3 separate regions of the Rattus norvegicus genome follow, and regions 2 and 3 are each linked to region 1. The links are chromatin contacts, called in public Hi-C maps. All regions are on one chromosome and are shown on one strand. Each heading gives the region's core, a stretch centred on a gene start, on an enhancer-like site or on the middle of the called end of the contact. The rest is flanking DNA. Distances are from core to core; before and after follow the strand shown.

What was found. Hi-C and Micro-C count contacts between places; a contact is called where the count stands out from the background.
Region 2: a Hi-C map of the A7r5 cell line shows a contact between it and region 1, with 2.4 times the contacts expected there. The contact joins the enhancer-like site here to the promoter of Naxd in region 1. A contact is called at or near these places in 5 of 12 Hi-C or Micro-C datasets (the A7r5 cell line, hepatocytes, kidney and 1 more).
Region 3: a Hi-C map of liver shows a contact between it and region 1, with 2.5 times the contacts expected there. The contact joins the enhancer-like site here to the promoter of Naxd in region 1. A contact is called at or near these places in 4 of 12 Hi-C or Micro-C datasets (hepatocytes, kidney, liver and 1 more).

Annotation. Positions count from the first base shown.
Region 1 is chr16:84,704,342-84,707,811 of GRCr8, forward strand. It overlaps Naxd (NAD(P)HX dehydratase), which reads right to left and starts at 1,879. Exons shown (of 10, transcript NM_001108402.1): 1 at 1,817-1,879. The coding sequence starts at 1,856.
Region 2 is chr16:84,744,284-84,747,670 of GRCr8, forward strand. Rab20 (RAB20, member RAS oncogene family) reads left to right here. Exons shown (of 2, transcript NM_001109535.1): 2 at 204-1,327. The coding sequence ends at 730. Among named protein-coding and RNA genes, the nearest start is that of Rab20, 25 kb to the left of the region's middle. Within about 2 kb of position 1,933, at least 40 of the 93 cell types and tissues checked have an H3K27ac peak or open chromatin away from gene starts, as enhancers often do. A contact at or near this core is called in the A7r5 cell line, where this site is marked.
Region 3 is chr16:84,670,825-84,674,449 of GRCr8, forward strand. It overlaps Cars2 (cysteinyl-tRNA synthetase 2, mitochondrial), which reads left to right. Exons shown (of 15, transcript NM_001177684.1): 7 at 2,019-2,151; 8 at 2,693-2,826. Among named protein-coding and RNA genes, the nearest start is that of Cars2, 21 kb to the left of the region's middle. Within about 2 kb of position 1,702, at least 3 of the 93 cell types and tissues checked have an H3K27ac peak or open chromatin away from gene starts, as enhancers often do. A contact at or near this core is called in hepatocytes and liver, where this site is marked.

The DNA.
Region 1 (3,470 bases), core at 629-3,128:
CTGACTTCCCTTAAAAATGGCTGGGACCTGGAAATAGAAAGTTGAAATAAACTCCTTCTCCACAGTTGCTTTTGGTCATGGCGTTTACCACAGCAATGGACAGCACACTAGAAGTCTACACCCCAAAAGCAGAGAATGCTGAGAGTACCAGACGATGCCTGAGAATAAGTTTCCTGCTTGGCTGTCACTGAACAGTATGCTGCTCTCTGTGCCATGACTATAAATCTGTCCCACGATTGGATGCCGTTAGGATAACCTGAAGACGTGTAAAGAGTCAGGTGCTTTACACCAGGACAGAGCTGTATTAGTAAAGGCTCCAGGAACGTCGATTAGATTTCCCAACACTTTACACCGGATCCAGTTTTAGTTGGCTACTGCCCCACCTGGTGGATTTGTCCCCTGAAGTATTAAGAGACTTATTCTATTTACATAAGTGACTTTGTCGCCACGACAATCCGGAGTCTGGAAAAGCAGGTCGAGCCTGTTTCCATTTTGTTGGCTTTAAAGAAACTGTGGCCGGGGAAGGCAATCACGGCTTGTGTGCCCCAAGTGCTTTCTGTTAATGTGAATTCTAAGCTGGAACATAGGACAGTAATTCTTATATTACGTGAGACTCACCCTAAGCACAGGCAGTTTTAAGGTCTAAAGCCCAGAAGTCTACCAGGTCTTTGGCAGAAATTTAGCAAGCTAATCTAGTAATGAAACCTCAGTAAGTGCAAAGGAAAAAAAGCATCACTAATCAGAATGTCTGAAAATGTAAAGCAATTCCCAAAAGAAAAAAGGCCTCTAAATAAAAGGATGTTTAGAAGCCGCCTTACGTGTGACAGACAGTACGGACTTGGAGAAACACCTCTCCAGGGCTTTCAGAACTGCTTCAATCGAAAAACAAAACACCAGCAAGTTTATACATTTTATTCCTGGACTTTGATCAACATGTTTGTAGTCCACGGTCAAATCTCCCTAACGAATCCTACGTCGAACAGTCCTGGGGAATGCTGGCTAAGTCACTTCTACAGAGACTCATTTAGTGTCTACAGAAAGGTGGACAACAGCCAGCGCCCACCCCCTTTCACTCCCTTTCGCTCCCTGCCTAATAAGAAGTGGGGTGTAGTGCTGGGGGATATTAGAAAACTAACTTTCCACAAACGGTTGGAACAAAGTCATATAAGGAAACGAGAGAACCGAATGTGCCATTTGCTCAATCCAAGAATTCTTCCTCATCTCAAAAGTCACCTACCTCCGACTCCAACTATTGGGACAAGGTCTTAGATGTGTCTGGCTGCTCTACAAAGCGAGTTCCAAGCTACATAGAGAAACTTAAAAAAAAAAAAAAGTGTCTAACCGGGTCTCCGAATCTCAAAGTCACTCGACTTGGTCCATCACTTAAGCATACAGAACGCAATCCCAAGCTTAGGGGACAGGAAACGGGGCGAGCCACATATTGACTTCACCCACCTCCAAACACTTGCACGCTTTGAGCTAGGGCAGCCTGTCTCCAGCATACAGGAGCTGGCAAGTAAGCCACTGTGTGTACGCGATCCAGCTCATGTAATGGGCCGCATCTCCCACTCCTCTAGTCCAGGCCCCCAGTAATTCAAGAGAGCCGGGCAGCCTGGTTGTCAGGCAGGCGGCCCCACTGGCTCCCGGGCGCTGGAGCACCAGGCAGAGTCCGCCCTCCCGCAGAGGCGGTCCGGGCCGGTACCTGCTAGCAGCGGCGAACAGTGGAACGCGATCGCGGCGGAGAGCAGTGCCATCACGACCGCCGCAGCCCCATACGGACAAACAGCCATCCGCGGGACGCCGGTATCGATCTTACCTCCTCCGCAGGCGCGGATCGCCACACACCGGATGCCCATGACCGTCCAGCGGACTTCCGGGTTCCCAGCTGCCCCCGCGCGGCCGCCCGGCCACTGCCATTGGTCTCAGCTCCGCCCGCGGCCCCAGCTTCCGGCACCGCCGGAAGCGTGCTCCGGACTCCGAGGACTGATCCCACCCCCGGGGTTAACGTCCACCACTTACCTCCGCTTGCTGCTTGCTCAGACGATTGACTAGCAAGACACCCAATCTGGCCTGGCCCCAGATTAAATAGTGTGGTAGCTTGCTCACGGAAGGACCTTGGCGGTTTAGGGTCCTATTTCCTTTTTATTCTGTAGTGTGTTGTCCGTGGGCGTTATGGGACACGATTCACTTGGAGTTCAGGTTTCTTGGCAGCCTGCCTGTAGCTGTGCTGCCCAAATAGGTGATGTCCTTACCCCTGATGTGTCCCACAGCTAAGTCTGCAAGGCCTTAGCCTAGCATCTCTCAAACCATCTTTTGGCCCCAGCTCCTGGAGGTCTTTGTCATCCCAATATCTTCTATTAGAAGATAGGTAACAACAGCTTAAGCCCCCGGCTTAAGCATCCTGACAGCTCTTTCATACCCATGCCTCTCGTGGCTGCCTGCCTATGATACTAACACTTGTGCCCTGTAGGAAGCCTGGATGAGGACAGTAGCCGCCTGGGTTGTTTTCTACAAAGTGACACAAACCGATGGCCTAAATGTATGAACTGACGTCTTGACTTTTCCGTTGTATGGCTCACCAGAAGGTTTTTATTGTAGACGAGAAGGGGGGGGGGGGAGTGCAGAGGCATCTGGAAGAATCCAGAGCAGTAGACGGAACACGGCCAGGGCTATCTGTGAGAGAGGGACATCAGGAGATAAAGTTTAGTGAGAGAAGCAGAGCAGAACACATAGCAAGTAGCAAGTACTTGTGATAACTGAGGGAGCCTGGAGGCCAGCATGGGCTTTGAGATGCTCATAAGCACCACAGGTAGCCGTGTGTGTCTGTCCTTTAATGCCCAGAGGCCTAGGGGAACCAGCCTGACAAATTCCTGAGGAATGCTGGCTTTTATCTAACACCCAGAAATCCTATAGTCAGGGTTGAACTCATTTCTGGGTATTTGGATTGCCTTTTGGAGTTTAGGGAACTGGAGTTTCCTTTAGACCTAACATGAAGGGATGTTCGGCCTTTTTGGCATCGGGCCTATGGTTACAATGTATCACTATTGCAGTAATTTTACAGGGTGTTTCCACCCACTCCGGAATAAAAAAACACAGAAACCTGGTATTTTGTTAATTAAGTTGTCAGCGATATGCTAGGCAGGTTCTGAGCTATTCTAACCCACATCCCAGCTGTAGGCCCCTTGTTTCTTACTTGCTACCTGAGTCTTGCTCTGTTTGCTCAGCTCCAGGTGTGCCTCGGGAGATTTCCTCTTGGCCACATGCTCATGGTCCATCCTGCCTCATGGAGACCTTCTTTTCCCCCTACCTTTTCCCTTGTCCTCATGGTCCCTACCTGAGACCCTCTACTCCATCTCTAGTCCTGCCTTCTTTTCTTTCCTACCTCGTCACAGGCTCTTGCCTTTCAGTGTCCAATCAGAGTATTGGGGAACACTCTTTACAACACATGGGTCAATACAATGCCTGTGTTC
Region 2 (3,387 bases), core at 683-3,182, 40 kb after region 1:
TCTGGTATCTGGGGTGGAGCATCCGGCTTTAACTGGATGTGCGGTCCTGCTCAGTCACCTGGACCAGCTTTATGTGGGCATTGGTGTCTCAGTCTCCTGCCCTGGCCTCCTAAACCCTGTGGGGGCAGGGAGACCCTGAGCACAGTTTGGTGGTGGCATATCCTGAGATGAATAGTCATCTTTCTCTCGTTTCTTCCTGCCAGGGCGGGAGCAGTTCCACGGTCTGGGCTCCATGTACTGCCGGGGAGCGGCCGCTATTATCCTTACCTACGATGTGAACAACCCACAGAGCCTGTTTGAGCTGGAGGACAGATTCCTGGGCCTGACAGAAACAGCCAACAATGACTGCCTATTTGCCATTGTGGGGAACAAAGTAGACCTGACCACGGAGCGTGGCCCGGAGGGCGGGGAGAAGGATCAGGCCTCTGGGAAGACAGGCAGCTGTGTCTCCTCCAAGGTACCCAAGCAGGTGCATCCGGAGGATGCGATGGCCCTTTACAAGAAGATCCTGAAGTACAAGATGTTAGACGAGAGGGAGATGCCGGGTGCCGAGCAAATGTGCTTTGAGACCAGCGCCAAGACCGGACACAACGTGGACCTCCTCTTTGAAACCTTGTTCGACCTGGTGGTACCTATGATCACTCGGCAGAAGGCTGAGGAGTCGTCTCCGATTGTGGATATAACCATCTGCAAAGCACCCAAACAGACTCGATCTGGGTGCTGTGCCTAATGGCAGGAGGTCTGTCTTGTCATGTGCTATGTGTGGGAGCCATTGGGCTAAGAAGTCACACAGTGCTGTGTTCAGAGGAAAATGGACGAATGACCACCAGCTGCTGATACAGGCCACAGGACCCAGTGACCTCTGGGCATCTGGAGGTGGCACTCAAACCTTCTGTGGAGCCAGCCTGGTGCCACCACATCTACTGCCCTTTGCATTCATCTGTCATACCATCTCAGAGCCTGCAGTCTGAGGTCCCGCCTTGAACTGGTCTTGACTTGCTAAGTCACTACATCCTGCACCCCGTCTGTTCTCAGAGGCCTGTCTCCACTGTGATTCATATATGGTCTTCCTGTTTGATACCCGTACCTTGATGTGTTATGATGATGATGACTCTCCATGTTTAATTTATATAAATCAGGAACAGCTGTTTTTATACTGGATGAAGCCAGATGGGCTATACATTATTAAAAAATTGATTTGGGGGAAAAGCCTTGTTATTGGGAATGTTTATTTGAACCACAGGAGATTCCTTAATCCTGGGAGGGGTGGGAGAGTGATTGGGGGCAGGGGTGGTTACCACGAACCTGTGGTTAAATGTGGCAGTGAATCTCTCTCTTGAAAGTTTCGTTCAGTCCTTATTGATTCCAGGATATTTGGATGAATCTTTTACCAAGTTGTCTGGACCGCCTGAACTGTAGTGGTGGCTACACTCACAGCTTTGATCCTGATCTGATCTGACTCCCCACCCCCACCGTCCCAAGTCAAAACCCCTTTGTGGTTTTCCTGTGGGTGGTGAGGTAGCCGCTCTGCAAGAAGCTGACAGGCAAACATGGGAGACAATGACGCCTGTGTTCCTAGAAATTCATTGAGAGCAAGCAGGCAGAAACTGGGGCTCCATGAGGCAGAGAGGCCAGCACAGTGTGGGTGGGTTTTGCTAACGCTGCTGAAAGCCCATGTCTTTGTTGGTCCTGTTGTTGCAGGCCTGAGTGGCCTTCCCCGCAAAGCCTGTATCTTTCAGATGAGACACAATGTTGCACCTGCCATGGAGCGTGGGCACCGTCAAGGCTTCCTCCTGCTGAAGCCACGGCAGAACACCCACACTCAGTTTCACAATAGCTTGTCAAAAACTGAAAGTGAGTCTGCTTCCCACTGAAATGTCTGGAGCACCCCAATAGAGGCAGAAGCTGTACTTCCTGTCCTCGAGATGGATCTTGGCCAGTAACACGTCTGGGAAATGTGTGACTCAGAGAGCCTGGGGTCATTCTTTTGACACTTCAGAGTGAAACTGTGGTCACATGACGTGGCTTTTGCTGTTCCGGTTTAAGGTCCTGGATGGGCAGGTGACTTCCCAGGGTCCTTCATGGTATTCTCTTTTTTGAGTCCTGTCTGCACTGAGTTTCCCAGCTGCCGTCTTCTTGAATGGCCCAGGGGGTTGGTATTCAAGACAGAAAGCCACTTCTACTTCAGTGTGCACCTGTGTTTGGGATTCTAGAAGTGAAAGTAGCTGTGGGCTCTTTCACTGCACTCCCGTCTATCTCTTGAACGTCACTGGCCCTTTGTGGCCTGAGTGGGGGACAGTCAATTCCTTAAATGCCTGCTTAGCCATCTGTATACCATCAAGTGACATGGCGTCCTGAGCCGAACCCTGGCACCCTGTCCTGAGCACTTCTTCTTGGGGACCTTGCACATTATTAGCCTTGGTCTCTTCATAGGGAACCAGGTCCTTGGGACTGATTTAAGGGGCTGCAGGGCTTGAGTTTCTCTAGGAAGCCACCAGTTCTGTGAGTCCTCAGTGAGTGGGTGACTTGCCTTTGTGGGTCTCTCTGCAGAATGTGGGAAATGATCTGGGAACATGCCCCCAAACTCCCTACTTTCCTTTGTCCCAATGTGGTAGCCCCAGGCTCCAGAGCTGCAGTCAGAGACCTCAGAAGCCTGTGGTTGGAATTTTCACTCAGGCTCCATGGTGTCCTCAAGCAGAGGGACAGCTCCGGACATTTACCACTGCTTTTGAGGAATCCAACTTGGCCATGGTGACAGGGAGGTCTGAGGTTAGCTGTGTTAAATTCTGCCTGTAGTTCCCATTTCCCCAGGTCCCCCGGCCAGCTCTTTAAAAAGCACAACAGTCATGCCCACCCCTCTCTCCCTAGTACAGGAAGAGCTGTGGACTGACAGGAAACAGCCTCAGACGAGGACCTTGTCCCCACTTTGCCCATCACATGGTCTTACCTAGGTGCTTTTGAGGAAGCTCTAGAGACAGGGGAGAGAGAGGGTTTCTTCCACACAGTGGAGGGAAAATAGCACTGAATATACCTTTAGTTCCTTAGTGCTGGGGTTCTCCAACTGGACGGATGACCATAAGTCTTTGAGAAGACAGGCCTTGGAGACCCAGGGGCCCAGAGACCTTAGCTGGGTGTGTGGTCCCCTCTCCAGGCATTTGTGCCTCTTGAGGGTACATTGGTTCCAGCCAGAGGTGGGGTGGTCTGGATGGCACTTCCTCTCCGTGCTTCCTGCCCTTGGCTGCAAGCCTCTGTAGCACACACCCTTCCCTTCCTATACTGGTTCCTTTAGACCTCGCAATGAGCTCCAGGCAGAGTACAGGGCACACCAGCACACAAAAGCCCCTTGGTGCTTGTCTTAGGAGTTTGTGGGCCCAGTCTCCCCCTCAG
Region 3 (3,625 bases), core at 452-2,951, 34 kb before region 1:
AAGCTTCCTGCTTTCTTCCATAGGAAGGTGCTCCCTATTAACTCTTGAATTGTTCTTCTGTCACCGGGGCCCCTGCTCCATGTCACTTTCTCTCTGATGTGGCTGGGGCCCCCTTTCAAAGTTGTGGAGTGTGTGCCCTTCACATTCTGGAGGCTCTGCGATTTCTCCAGAGGGAAATGAACAGAGCAGGCTCTGAGCCCCTTCCAGCCTCTCTTCTCCACCCCTCTCAGCAGACTGAGAACGTAACCATGCACGTGTTACAGTAAAGTGGGCTGTCGCCAAGGCTCTGATCATGAAAGCTGCCACTCAGGTTTGGTGGACCCTTCTGTTCAGGTGCCAATCATGATGGGCACTGAGCTTGACAGATAGCCACCGTCCCCTGCTGGTCCAGTCATCTGCATGGTTAGAAGGCTCCTTTGTGTGCACCCCTGCCTTCTTATGTCATTCAGATCGATTCCCTGTGTGTGTGTGTGTGTGTGTGTGTGTGTGTGTGTGTGTGTGTGTGTGTATGAGTATGTACAGTGTGTGTGAGTGTATACAATGTGTGTGAGTGTGTATAGTGTGAGTGTGTACAGTGTGTGTTTGTGTGTGTACTCATGTGCACATACACATGCATGTGATGACATTGGCAGCCTTGGCTTTCACCCTGCCAGTTGTCTGGTTTGGATTTGTTTCCAGCTATGTATGGGAAAGATCCTCTGCTTGGAGACATTCCTTGTGCTCTCTGGGCCCTACAGTAGCAGTAGTCTACCATTTTCCTTTGAGGTCATTTTGGCTGGACATAACCGTTGTCTGCAGTGTATCCTGGAGCCCACAGACCACTTTCTCCTCACAGTGTGTTGTCAGTGAAGCCTGACAGCCTCTTATTTCCCTGTGCCTTGTTTGTGAGTCACCTGCCTGCCTGGTGCCAGGGACTTTACCTTTTTCTTTGAAGCGCAGTTGTTTCACAAGATCTAGATCATGACCACATCTGAACCGATGTGTACTGAAAATTCCATCGTCTAGAGATGCCCAGGGCTCCACCCAAGCCTGCATTGGCCTTGCAGGCAGTCAGGGTATTCGGGGGGATCGTCAGGGTGTTCAGGGGTAGTCAGAATGTTCAGGGGGTGGAAATCAGGGTGTTCAGGGGTAGTCAGAGTGTTCAGGGAAGCTGTATGAGTGGAGCCAGCCCTGGGTCAAACTGGAGATTTGGGGACATAGGTGACCCCACGTGGGGCAGCCAGCTTGCTAGAACACCACTGCTTGGTCAGTTGTTTTTGCATGTCACCTCTGCCCAGACTGATCTTTCTTGGAATGACTCTCTTTCTCTCTCTGCTGCCCTGGCCAACTCCTGCCTGTTCCTGCCAACTTTGTCCCACATCAAGGTGCTGCAAACCCCGTGTTACCCTGGGCCTTTTGTGCCTATGTCAGTCCATTGCTAGCCTGCAATTCCCAATGGGCCTCACCTTGTACTGTGCTCCGTCTATGCAGAGGTCCAGACTGACCCAGTGACCTCATTTGTTGATGTGTGTAAATAGGGACAGCAAATCCATGACAGCCACAAAACAGTGAGTTGAGTATGACTGTGGCATTTAAGATGGGTGGAGTTTGTCTGAGGGACTTGCTGAACCTTTTCGTGTCCACCCCTGAGGGACTGACACATCTCTGCTCACTCTTTGCTCTCTTGGCTTCTGTCCTCTATCCTGATGTCACCTTTGCCCTCTGGAGGACTGTTGTCATTGTGGAAAATGTCATGTAGGGACTCTAAAGTAGCTGAACAGAACTGGCCAGGCACTGGTCCCTGTCATCAAGTGCCCCGGTGTTCGAAGGCTCTGTGGATACTCCAGCTCTGCCCTGCCTGTTGGCATGGAGACATCAGTCCTGCTGGCCCACTGGTTAGGAGTGGAACACAGTAGGAGGAGGCATGAGATTTGTGAGAAGGAAGATACATAGCAGGGACAGGCCGTGGTCATGGCTGGGGTGTGTGCGGAGAGAGCTGCACTGTGGTTCCTTACTCAGCGACCTTGCTCTGTCGCCAGCAGTTGACTCTGACAAGAGGCACAGCAGCGACTTTGCCCTGTGGAAGGGAGCCAAACCCCAGGAGGTGTTCTGGGCCTCACCGTGGGGAGACGGCCGGCCCGGATGGCACATCGAGTGTTCTGCCATGGCCAGGTAAACCCCAGCAGTTTCTAGGCTGCAAATGTTCAAGACGGGTATGACAGGGTGGCCTGACTGAGGGAGAGAACAGTCAGGAGGCCTGAGGGGGCTACTGGAGCCGTGAGGAGGAATGCCCTGCCCAGCCCAGGGTGCGCCCAGCCTTCCTGCTTAGTGTAGCCTCCTGCTACCATACAACAGCAGGTACCTCATGGTCCCTGACAGGCAGCTCAAGCCTCAGAGCATGTAAGTGGCACCTCTGAAAAGCCGCTTGAGAACATGTACGTGCCCATGCTGCGGCCAGCTTGCCGCTCCCGAGTGGCAAGCTGGGAGGGTGGTAGGGGCGGTACTACCCCTCTCTGTTCTCAGGCAACCCTTGCTTCCCTAAGGTTCTGACAGCTCCAACAGTTGGTGGCTGCTCCCTCCCTGCCTGCCCGTAGATCCATATGCAGCTGAGCAGAAACATTTTATGGCGTGAGGAGGGCTGTCGGGAGTGAGTGTGTGCGGTGTGGACCCTCATGTCAAGGCTGCTCACATGCGCTTGCACTCTGCCCTGCAGCGAGGTGTTCGGAAGCCAACTGGACATCCACACCGGCGGCATAGACTTGGCTTTCCCACATCATGAAAATGAAATCGCACAGAGTGAAGTCTTCCACCAGTGCCAGCAGTGGGGAAATTACTTCCTACATTCGGGTGAGCCTGACTTGAGGCAAACCTCTTCTTTGGTTCTGTCTACTCTGCCTTTGGAGTCCATAGCTCTGCAGGGAGGGCTGGAGATGAGTCTGACTGAAATCACTGCTTGGGTTTCTGTAGAGTATCTTTTCTTTCTTCTTTGCTAGTCTCACGTGTGAATACAATGTATCTTGACCTGACTGATCATACAGCGCTCCAGCCTGTCACGTGGGGTTCCTCTTGTGTTGGTAGCCATGGCTGCAAAGCTTGTGAGAGCAACAGCCACCGCTGTCCAGAAGACATTTTGCAGCCCCTCTGCTGTCTCTGCCTCTTAGTCTCTTTCTAGTCTTTTTCTCTGAGAGGCTCCTTGAGGCTTGAGGGACTAGATTTAGGACAGACAAACATTTATCCTCAGCACTTTGCCTGAGTCTGCGCCGACTGCTGCCCACTGCAGAAAGGGACTTCTTTGGCCAGAGCTGAGAGCAGCACTGACCCGTGTGTATAAATACTTAGAAGGCAGTTTATACAGGGTTGTTCAGCAAAACCACAGTAGTAGGCACCCAGATAGAGCCTGTCACTCCCGAGCCATGGGCTTTTGACCAGATTTACAGCACCAGGCACAAATTCCCTTCTGTGCAGCAGGCCTCAGATCCAGTCAGAAAGTGGCTGGCTACTGTGCTGGTTAAATGAATTAAAGAGAATCTCAGAGGTACCAAAATGCTTTGGTATTACAGTAAAGAAAGAAAACTCAGCATTTCCCCTTGGATTCATTTGACTGAGAAAAGGTGCAGGTTTGAATCCTCTACTGCTGTCCCAGTGA